Linked DNA regions of Mus musculus: region 2 is linked to region 1. The links are chromatin contacts, called in public HiChIP or PLAC-seq maps. All regions are on one chromosome and are shown on one strand. The core of a region is the stretch at or near the end of the contact, and the rest is flanking DNA. Distances in the headings are between cores, read along the strand shown.

Region 1 (5,413 bases), core at 1,049-3,548:
TGTCATGTCTGTGACTGGTTTTCCTCTGTGAAATGGGGAACTGGCCACCCAGGAAGTGGGAAGATCTGTAATATGCTCAAAGCTCAGTCAAAAATACATCAGTACCGAGTAGCCTTGTGTATAGCGACCTTTTTCTGTGCTTTAGCCCCACAGGAAGCTCCAAGACAACCCTCAGCTTGGTACTCATCAGTGAAGAAAGTTAGGAACAAGAAGGTCTTTGCTATCTCGGGCTCCACCGAGCCAGAAAATGATTATGATGATGTTGAGATTCCAGCAACCACCGAAACCCAGCACTCTAAAACCACACCTTTTTGGCAAGCTGAAGTGGGTTTACACAGCTCGTTTTAGAATACTCTAGAATAGCCGGATTATAACACAAGCACTTCCTAATCCCCAGAGGAAGCCACCTCAGCCATGTGAAAGCTACAGCAGAAGACAGGACAGCTTGATGTTCCCGAGGCTCCAGATGTTTCTGTTGCTCCAGATGTTTCTGCTGCTCCAGATGTTTCTGTTGCTCCAAATATTTCTGCTGCTCCAGATGTTTCTGTTGCTCCAGATGTTTCTGTTGCTCCAGATGCTCCTGTTGCTCCAGATGCTCCTGATGTTTCTGACACTGCAGAAGCTCTACCCCAAGATTCTGAGGATGTGGCCTTGGCACCTTTGTGGAGGAAGTTTCCTTAGTGCAGACCACTGGGCCTGTGAGAACTGACTCATTTCTCAACATTTTCTTTCGTTCCCTGGGTGAATGTAGCTGTAAGGCAGTGACTCTCAACCTTCCTAATGCAGGGATCCTTCAATACAATTCCTTATTTGTGGTGATCCTCAACCATAAAATTATTTTGTTGCTACTTCATACTTGTAATTTTGCTACTGTTACGAATTGTAATGTAAATATCTGATATTCAGGGTATCTGATATTTGACCCCTAAGGGGGTTGAGACCCCTAAGCTGAGAGACTGCTAGGGATCATAGTCTTGGTGTTTGATTGTGTGGAGCCTCCCAGCTCTCAATCCCTATGTAGGCCACACCTTAAGGATGCCTGTCTCCCTTCTCTCAGGCCCCACCCACCCCTGAACCTCCTAGAAGCCATGACTTGTCTTTATAGCTGAGGGCTCTTGTGATGCGCAGACACTTTGAGTCTGTAAGGTGAGAAAGTGACGCTGCCCCACCCACTCACACCTCAACCCCCAGGATATTTATAGAATGTGGACCAAACCCATCAAAGAGTCAAGTTCTGACACAAGTTTATTTCCTGTGTTTTCAGACACCATTTCTAATGATCAACAGAGGACTCAAGTGGCCTTCTGACTTCTGCCCCCAGCTAGCTTTTCTTTGGCAGTGGGTATGTTGGCTGTGCCAGGAAGAGTAGATTGCCCCAGGAAGTGTCCAGCCAGCACCCTCCAGCAGGGTACTCAAGACGAGAGTTCAGAGCTTAATGCCCCTTCTGTAGCTTTCACTATCACATCTTTAGTGGTCATTCCTTACTTTTCCATCCTATCTTTCCTGGGGTGCTGTTGTTTCCTCTTTCCCTCTCAGCATTGCTGAGTGATGTTGCCAATACCACAGGGCTCAGCATCCCCTTTACCCTAGCAACTTCCCAACCACAGGCTCCAGTTCAACCCCTCTTTTCCAGTTCCAGGTTGCAGAGCCCGCAGGACACCTCCATCTGATTATCCCACGGGATCCTCAAATTCAACATATTCCATGGATAACTGATGACACATCCCCACCCCTGACTTCTCGTGCTAGATTACTTCCTCCCTTGCTAAGGGCAGAAGTTAGGTCCTTTCTTGCATCCTTTATTGCCAGTGTCCCCACCTCCTGTTGACTGTGCCTCAGTCAGATCAGCTCTGTCTCCATCACTCTGAGGTCAGTCAGCCCATGGCCAGCACTTCCCAAAGAGAACTTTAAGAACCTCTAACCAGTGTCCTGCCTCTGGTATTTCAGACTCCAAAACACTGATTGGCAGCTGGTGATTTTTGAAAGTGAGCAACCGAATACTTCTTCCCATTGCTAAAAGCTCATCTTTACCTATTAGCCTCAGACAGAGGCCAAACTCTTAAATATGGCTTACAAGATTTGTCAGGATTTTATTACTGGCTAACTTTTCACACACTACCTCCTCCTGGCAACCTCCATGTTCCCCAGTGTTTTTCCTCTACTTGTAAGTACCTTTGCTGTGGTCTCTCTTGTCCCTGCTATACGCAATATTCCTCCCCTCCTTTGCATCTTAGGCACTGTGCTTTCCTCACCGGCCCGATGTGGTGGTGGCCTTTGTAGGTGCTTCCCCTTCATAACTCTTATATCCGGAACGATCTGCTCATGTGACTTTCATTTCCAGTTGAACAAAGGCAACACCAGTGCAGAGACAGGCCTTCTCTTCTTCCTTGTTTTCCCTGTTCCTAGCATGCTGAGGATGGTCAGTAAGTATGCTCAATGATCGAATGAATGAATGGATGAATGAATGAATGAATTCCAGGCCCTAAACTTTCTGTTCTCCCTATACTGGGAGGCCCATGTGTTGATATGTGTTGTCCAGCTAGTGGTTCTATTTTGGGAGGGCCTAGAAACATTAAAAGGTGAGGTCTAACAGGAGGAAGTCGGTAGCCAGGGTGTGTCAAGGGCTGTGTCCTGCCCTGGGGGTTCTCTTGTCTGTTTCTCTCTTTCCTTCTGCTTCCTAGCTACCCTGTGCTGAAGAAACTTCTCCTATGCACTCAGACGGCCTCCGTGTTCTGCCTCACAACGGGCCCAGAAACACAAGCCAGGTAGCCATGAACTGAACTCACTGGAACCACAAGCTGAGATAGACCCTTTCTCAAGCTGTTCTCTCAAATGAGTCCGGGTTGCAGCCATGTGAATATGAGGCTCCTTAAGGGAGAGCTTCTATTTTCCCAGTGTCCATAATAAGCCCCCGCACACAGAAGGCACTTAATAAATATATTTTTGAATGCCAAACACACAGGGAAATATAACAACCAGTTTATTTGCCAGCAAAAAAGTAGAATAAAAGTTTTTGGACATTTATAAATTTGTTGTGAGTTGAGCTAGGCTCATGTACTAAGACTGTGCTTTCTACTGCCAATCTGTGTGACAACATTAACCATATCAAGACGTCATAGGACCTTAGTGTATATTCTAGTCACACAGCAGAGCCCAAGCCAAGTGACCAGCTACATAGTCACTGATTTAAAAGAGTCCAGAAATAAGAAGGTAGGGCCCATCCTGAGCTCACTCCCTGGATAACTATGGTAACCACAATAGTGCTGACATATCATTTTGAAACAGATCATGGATGGCTGCCTCAACAGTTTTGAAAACTCATGCCTCAAATCACAGAACCATAGTTTTCTCCTTTTTAAAAATTATATCTATTTTGTATGTATGGATGTTTTGCCTGCATGCATACCATATGTGTGCAGTGTCTTCAGAAGACAGCGTTAGGTCCCCTGGGACTGGAGCTACAGACAGCTGTGGACCTCCATGTGGCTGGTGGGGATTGAACTCGGAACCTCTGGAAGTCAGTGCTCATAACTGCTGAGTCATCTCTCCAGTACCTCCATGGTGCGCCCTTGGTAATAGTTGCAGTCTGGTCTTCTTTATGAAACAAACAAAATTAAGGGACTGGGGAGATGGCTCCATGGTTAAGAGTTCTTCCTATTCTTCTATAGCTCTTTGGCTTTGTAGGATATACTGGTCTTTCAGGCAGCTACTGGTGTCTGTACAATTCTGGAGTCTTGGGAAGGCCTCTCTCTCTACATGGCTGTGTTGGGCTGTACCTTAGACAGGACACTCTGATATCCATTCCCTGATGCAGCTCCTCTGCCTGGCCTTGAGGATATCTCTGGGGCATCATTGGAAACTGAGGTGGAAGGACTCTTGCCCACAGACACTACACTTCCCATTCATGGGGAATGACACTTTGCAGGCATCCGTGGTGTACCATTTGGTGGCCAGAGCTGTGCCTTGGACCACAGCTTAAACCTCTGCTTGGGTGGCTACAGAGCCCTGAATCATAATACAGGAAACAGAGCTCAGAAACCATTTAACCCCCCAGGGCTTAACCACTCTGGTCTGGGAAGGGTCCCAAGATCTTCAAGATTTCTTCTGTGTTGTATCCCCGTGTCCTAAGCAAGTAGCCGAGTGAACCTCCTATCAGCAGTCCCCTGGCTGGCTCTTCGATGTTTTCTGAACTTGCTTTTTCTTTCTTTACAATATGGATAGACTGAGAATGTTCCGGGCTTTTAAATTCTGCTTCTGTTTTTCTGTTTTTGTTTGTTTGTTTGTTTGTTTTACATTTTCTACAAGCAGTCAAGATAGAGTGCCAAACACACAGGACTTTCCTCTCCATCCGCCAACTGGCCTCATCAATGCTCAGAACCTCCGAAAATGCCAAGACACGAATGGGCTTTATAACGGGCTCGCCCTTCCTCTGCTTTCCAGGCTCCTTGTTTCCCATTTCCAGCTGAGAAGCCACCAGAATACCCTTTGATGTTCCTCTTTCCGCTGCTGTCCTGTCCATTGCCTCTCACGTGGTGTGTGAGATTTCTCCGTAACTCGTCTCTTCTGAGCCCATACAGGGAACTTCCCTTTAGGGTCTGTGAACAGTAATTCAGTTTTTGTCCAACATGTATTTCAAAACACTTCCACATTCTTTGGTAAGCACAGCTCATCATTTCTCGGCACCATATTTTGTCTGAGTCTCTGGGCAGCCGTAAGAAGGTGACTTATGTGTGTGTTACTCAGGTTTCTATCACTGTAACAAAATACCTGAGCTAAACACTTGTCAAGATAAAAAGTTTATTTTGGTTCTCGGTCATTGGAGGTTCCGGTTCATGACTGGTTTGACCCAGTTGCTTTAGACCTGAAGGAAAGTGAGCGTACATCATAGCGGGAGGGGGGAAGGCTGAAGCAAAGTCATGCACTAAATGGCCAAGAGGTGAAGAAAAAAACAAAGGAGTCAGAGGCTCCCTAATCCATTTGATGACACCCTCCCCAGAATAACCTAAGGAGTTCTCACTTGGCTGCACCACTTAAAGACTACATCCCCTCCCAAAAGCACCATCCTGGGGAGCAAGCCTGTAATACATACGTAGACCTTTGGGGTACACTCAAAATATAGCCCCAGTTACTTTAGGAACAACAGAAATCTATTGTTCAACATCACAGAAGTCAGGGAATCCAAGAGCAAGGTGTGTCAGACTCAGTGTCTGGTGAGAGTACTCACTCTGCTTCAAAGATGCTGCCTGTCTGCCTTGCCCTCACATGCTGGGTGTGGAAGGCAGCTTTCCAGGGCTTCTATTATAAGGGCATTAATCCCATTCGTAAGAGCATAGGTTCTATGCCTTAACATTGCCATTTGGGGGATGATATTTCAACACATGTAATCTTGGGCATACAAACTGTGAGTTAGTAG
Region 2 (5,413 bases), core at 1,215-3,714, 200 kb after region 1:
AGGTGGAGGCAGGAGGATCATAAGTTTAAGGCTATCCTCAGAAAGAAAGCAGCCTTGACTACATGAGGCCCTGTCTCAGAAAACAAAACAAAACCAAAACCAAAACCCCCATAATAACTCATGTGATTAAAAGTTAGGCAATTTAGGGGGGCAGAGATGGCTTAGTAGAGGTACCTGGTTTGGTTCCCAGAACCTACACGGTAGCTCACAACTGTAACTCCAATTCCAGAGGGCCCAACAGAGGTGAGAGGCATTCAATCCTCCTGGATTCACAGGTGGTTGTGAGCCACATGACTCAGGAGCTAGAAACTTGGGTCTTCTGGAAAAGCAGTGTAAATGCTTAGCCACCAAGCTGTAATTGAGGCCACACTAGAAGTAATTGTAAACATTTGCTTTGTTCCTGGTCAAGCACTGTAGAACTGTAATCCCCTAAGAAGGCTTGGAGGGAGGTACAACTGTCACCACCTCACACGGAAGAAGGGCAGAGTCACACACAACTAGAAAAGGACGAAGCCAAGACTCAACCTCAGGATCCAAGTCCAAGGCCTGAAGCCTACTCTGCCTGGTTCACAGCTCCTGCTGTTTAAGGGACTGTGAGACCCGAGGAACTGGGTTCCTGACTGGATACTGCCAGTCCAAGACTGAGGAAATACCAGCTAGGGCAAACTTACCCCTATGCATTCCAACCAAGGGAGAAGATGACACAGAGAAAATGGAGTCAGGACTATGATTCAGGTAAAGGAAGGCAGGAGCTGTCAGGGAACAGAGTACATGGATATCAAAGCAGACACGGAGGGACAGCACAGGGGCTGAGAGCTGCAGCAGTAAGTTAGACTGCAGCCGTCCTCCCTGTGCTGGTTCCTGAAGTCCAGCACCATTCCTGCTCCATGGAGTCATATATGCTACAGTTCCGGTGCTCAGCAAGACTGCAACAAGGTTCCTGACCCCTAGTAAAAAACATCGACTTCCAAGGCAATGTGTGTTTGCAATCCCAACGCTTGGGAGTCTGAGGCAGGAGGATCTCAAGTTCAAAGCCAGTCAGAGCAAGGAAGCAAACTTTTGTTATAAACAAGAAGAGCTGATATTAACAGACAGGCACTGTACTGTTTTACACAAGGCAACCAATGTAATGCCCAGACACATCCGAAAAGTAGAGAGTTGTAGTATTCTCACGGACAATCTGGACTGTGAAGGTATGGGGATGTGACAGCCAATCCTAACAAACTGCTCTAGCCCAGTCATGAGTGACACTTCCGCCAGAGAGCTCAGACCTGGGTAAAAATGTACACTTACCTCCCCTGTGCCGGCTAGAGGATGGCATGGTTGTTTTATTACTGTATATCAGGGAAGAGAATGGGAAGGAGCAACACCATTTTCTTGCCCAGCTGTGGACTCCATAGATAACTGTAAAGTCCACCTTTGAGCTCCACCTTTATAAACACTTCCTTTAGCTCAGCATACTGTTTGGCTCTAAGGTTGCTATCCTGTTAGCAGTAAGAATAAATTCATTTAATTTAAATTTAAACTGAATCTAAGTCTTTGGTCTTTCCCAGTAAATTCAAAAGCCACAATAAAGGTGTTATGTAACTCCTTAAACAGGAAGACAAACAACCCAAAATAACTTTAGGAAGTCCCCTGAAACTGACCAAATTCATGAAGCCCCTCCCTGCCAGAGTAAGAATAAAAGCTGAGAGTCCCTCAAAGACAAACGGAGCCAAGCTGCCAAGGAGACTCTGAGGCTGCCTGGAAGAACCAGAAAACAGAACGCTAGCTGTCTGGAAGAGGGTCAGATCCACTGAGTCACTCGGAAAGGACACTCTCCAACTTGCTGCGCAGTGGGCTCTAGGCTCTCAGCTTTGTGAGCCATCACCAACGCTGGGGTGGGCCTTGGTGATGAATCTGTCCTTAAGTTATTTCTGTCCCTGTAAGCAACCCTCATCCATATTCCTGTAAGTAACCCCAATAAAACTCATTGGTTCACCAAGTTGGACTTTGGTGGTATCTGTACTTTGGTCTGTTGTGGACTCCCTATCGAGGGTAAATTAAAAGTTTTGTCACATAACATGAGGTGTGTAACATGCTCAAGGCTGGCAGCCCGTTAAGTAGTGGAGGCAGGATTTAAGGTATAAAGGCATGCAGCTGCTTCCAGAACCAGCCATCCCTTTATGTGACCTACCCTGAGTAAGCTCTTACAACCAAACAAGCTGGACAGCACATTGCTATTCTACCTTACACAGGATTACGTTTCCTCCTCCCCAGTAGAACAGGAGCCATTTAAGGACAGGATGAAGACAGCACTTAGGTGTTATACACAGAATGAGGGCTGGCCAGACTTGTGCCAGAATGAAACAGCAATGCCTTCCCTTCAGCTCTGAATTTGTGGCATATGCAAAACTACTTTGCTGTACAGTGAGCACATACAGTCAGGCTCTGGCTGCCTCTCCCATCCTCTTACTAGTGCTTCTATGACTAAGCATCTATCATCTCATTCCTCTCATACGTTAGCATTTCCACATATGGCCATGTATGTTGTTGTATACCTTGAATCCCAGCGCTAGGGAGGTAGACACAAGCAACAACAATCTAAGTTCAAGGCCAGCTTGATCTACAAAGTTAGCCCCTACTCAAAAGGGGGCCAGGGTGGGGTTGGGACAATGGATGGACAGTAAAACTCTATGTATGAGTTGGGTACGGTGGTCTACTCCCACAGTTCCAGCACTGGGAGGCAGAGACAGGAAGACCATGAGTTCAAGCCCATCACTGGCTATATGCATTCAAGGTCAGCCTGGGCTATGTGAGACCTTGTTAAACAAAATCACATACTTTTTTTTCTCCCTCTGGGAAACTGTATAACGTAGCCTGAGGGCTAGCTCCAGGTGATACATTCATTGTAAAGGCTAAGAGGGCTTGGGAAGCAAGTGCAGGGAAGGACAGGATAGGATAGGATAGGATGCTACATCAGCCTGTTTGCTGATCCAGGAGTCTTATAATTATAGAAATTCTTGTCTGTAAGGGTTCATTACTAAATCCAGAGAAGCTGCTAGCATGGTAGAAAGATCTGGAAACATAAAATCTAGAGGAATTCCTTAGGAAAGAAACATTAAAGACAAAACAAGAAAGCCAACTAGAAACAAGAGAAGGACTGGTCTCACGTGGGCTTCAAGCCCAGCCGTAATTACTCACTCAGCTGTACCCAGCAGGCCACTGCAGTCAGTGCCTCACCTCTCCCTGCCCCGTGGGAACTGGGCCAGGAGGTAAAGCTGCCACAGGGTGTGGGCGGACCGGACAAGTCTTGGCTAGCCAGCTGTGAGGCTGGAGGACCGGAACCCCCACCCTGACTCGCTCCAACCTTACTCCCAGCAGAGTTCCCTGTGATGACCAACAGCACAGAAGAGACCAGAGGAGCAAAGAACCAGGGGTTATGCAGGAAGAGATTGGAAACTTGAGCTCTAAGATGAACAAGAGGCTGGGCAGCTCACCCTGGAAGTCTCTGTGTATCTGGTACCATTTCAGAGGCTAGAGCAGGCTCCTGCATCCCTGCTTGAATGAGAACAATGGGCCTGTTTTCCTCAGCTCTTTCTGTAATCTAGAAGGCCCATATAAAGCATGGTGGGCTGGGGGGTTATAAAGGCAGTGGCAGAACACCAATAGACAGCTTGGGAGACGGACATTTATTATTTATTACTTATTCATTTTACATCCCACTCATTGCCCCCTCCCAGCCACCCCCTCCCACAGTCCTTCCCCCAACCCCCTCCTCTTCTCCCCAGAGCAGGTCAGGGTTCCCCTGGATATCTCCCCACCCTGGCACAAGTCTCTGCGAGGGTAGGTATATCCTGAGGGAAGGAATTTTTGATCTCTCATAAACTCATCGCTCCTTCAAAGCCACTTCAAACATTAACACTTAAGTGTGAGCACTGTGCAAATGCAACTTTGAAATGCATCCTTCAGTTCCATTCCCGACCAGATTACCAGTTTAAACCACTATTATTGAGAGTGTCTGGAGCACCACCAGGGGAGCATCAAACAGGGTTTCCCAACAACTTAAGGGCCACCAGGATCACACACCTTTCTCAGTTCAGGCAGAAGTTAGGAGAGGCAAGTGTTCTGGTAAAGTACGGCAGCCTTTCACATCCTTCATCTAGATAGGAGTAATTAAGGATGTGCAAAAGAGAGACAGCAAGATGAGCATGTGTGCAGGAGAGAAACCAGGGGCTTTGGGGAGCTTGGAGATACAAGAAAGTCTCACAAGATCACCTCTGCCTTCATGCCTAAGCAGAGATGACATACAGCTCCAAGGACCCAAAGGAAATGCAGAGACAGACACCAGCCTTCTCAACAGGTGAGCTGAGTGGGTCTCCATCTCCCAACCTCAGAAAGCAGGCAATAGAACCTGTTCTCAGCCCCAATGGTTAAATGTGGAAAGCAGGCCCCTAGCTAAAGCACTGGACAGGTTACATCCTTAGGGGAAAGGAAGTGGATGGAGAAGGGCTCCCTAGAGGACCCCTCTTCAATGACCCTGAACCTGAAGAAGAGAAGAGAGTGTATAAACATTCTGAAGGCTAAAATCCTCATCAAACTGTCAGTATTCAGCACACCCACTTATAATAAACTATGCTCTCATGAAGCCTTCCAAGATCCAGGTCCCCAGATTTCCTCACTGTCAAAAATGGACTCTCAACTCTACTGGCCTCCCTCTCACACTGGGAAACGTCATCAGCTCTCCGTGGATTCTGACTGTACACTGTAAAGTGCCAGTCTTCTATGCATCCATATTCTGAAGTGTTTTGTTTCTGTAGCAATCAAGTATGCTCCAGGAGTAGAGGAGAGGGAAAAGAAAGCAAGATGGGTATTTACATAGAGGTGGCGTAATGCGCTCCTTCTGGGTCTGTAAGCCAGGAGGAGGTAGAGAGCATGCACGCATGCACACACACATGCAGATACATGCGGAAGCAGAAACAAGTTAGAACAGAACACATCTATGAATACAGATGCCATTCTCATCAGAAACTAGTCAGTGCAAAGGGGCACCCTACCTGCCGCAAGGATGTAAGGGAATCTCCCCTAATTACACCCTTTGGTTTTACTGTCCCCAGACCTAGGCTCCCTAGACTTTGCAGACTCACAAGGACCCCAGGGTGGCTGCCTGCATCAATCTAGAGGGTCTTCAGAAATGGCCCAACACTGGAGATCTACATGAGGAAGGCTGGTAGGGGAGGGAGCAAAAGAGAAGGAACCAAAACTCAAGCAGCATGATGGGGCTCTAAAATGGCCGCAGGCAAGGCAAGGACAGATGGTCCCTTTTTGAGCTGGGGAAGTGGAGAAAGGGACAAGGAAAAAATAAATACCATCAGTCAGAAATTTAAAAATAAACTGAAAAACCCGAAAGATAAACAGCTTGCTTCTGAGGTTC

Evidence for each region. HiChIP or PLAC-seq counts read pairs in DNA pulled down with a chosen protein or histone mark.
Region 2: a BATF HiChIP or PLAC-seq map of CD8 T cells shows a contact between it and region 1, with 6 read pairs. The contact joins two enhancer-like sites. A contact is called at or near these places in 2 of 39 promoter capture datasets (liver and neutrophils), 3 of 115 datasets of contacts at active chromatin or transcription factors (CD8 T cells, bone marrow-derived macrophages and microglia) and 2 of 9 other capture datasets (adipose tissue and liver).

The regions. Positions count from the first base shown.
Region 1 is chr11:70,786,371-70,791,783 of GRCm38.p6, reverse strand. Scimp (SLP adaptor and CSK interacting membrane protein) reads left to right here. Exons shown (of 5, transcript NM_001045526.2): 5 at 146-852. The coding sequence ends at 348. Among named protein-coding and RNA genes, the nearest start is that of Scimp, 23 kb to the left of the region's middle. Within about 2 kb of position 2,298, at least 82 of the 459 cell types and tissues checked have an H3K27ac peak or open chromatin away from gene starts, as enhancers often do. A contact at or near this core is called in CD8 T cells and bone marrow-derived macrophages, where this site is marked.
Region 2 is chr11:70,583,457-70,588,869 of GRCm38.p6, reverse strand. The region is part of intron 1 of Mink1 (misshapen-like kinase 1 (zebrafish)); the gene reads right to left. Among named protein-coding and RNA genes, the nearest start is that of Gm51905, 15 kb to the left of the region's middle. Within about 2 kb of position 2,464, at least 174 of the 459 cell types and tissues checked have an H3K27ac peak or open chromatin away from gene starts, as enhancers often do. A contact at or near this core is called in CD8 T cells and bone marrow-derived macrophages, where this site is marked.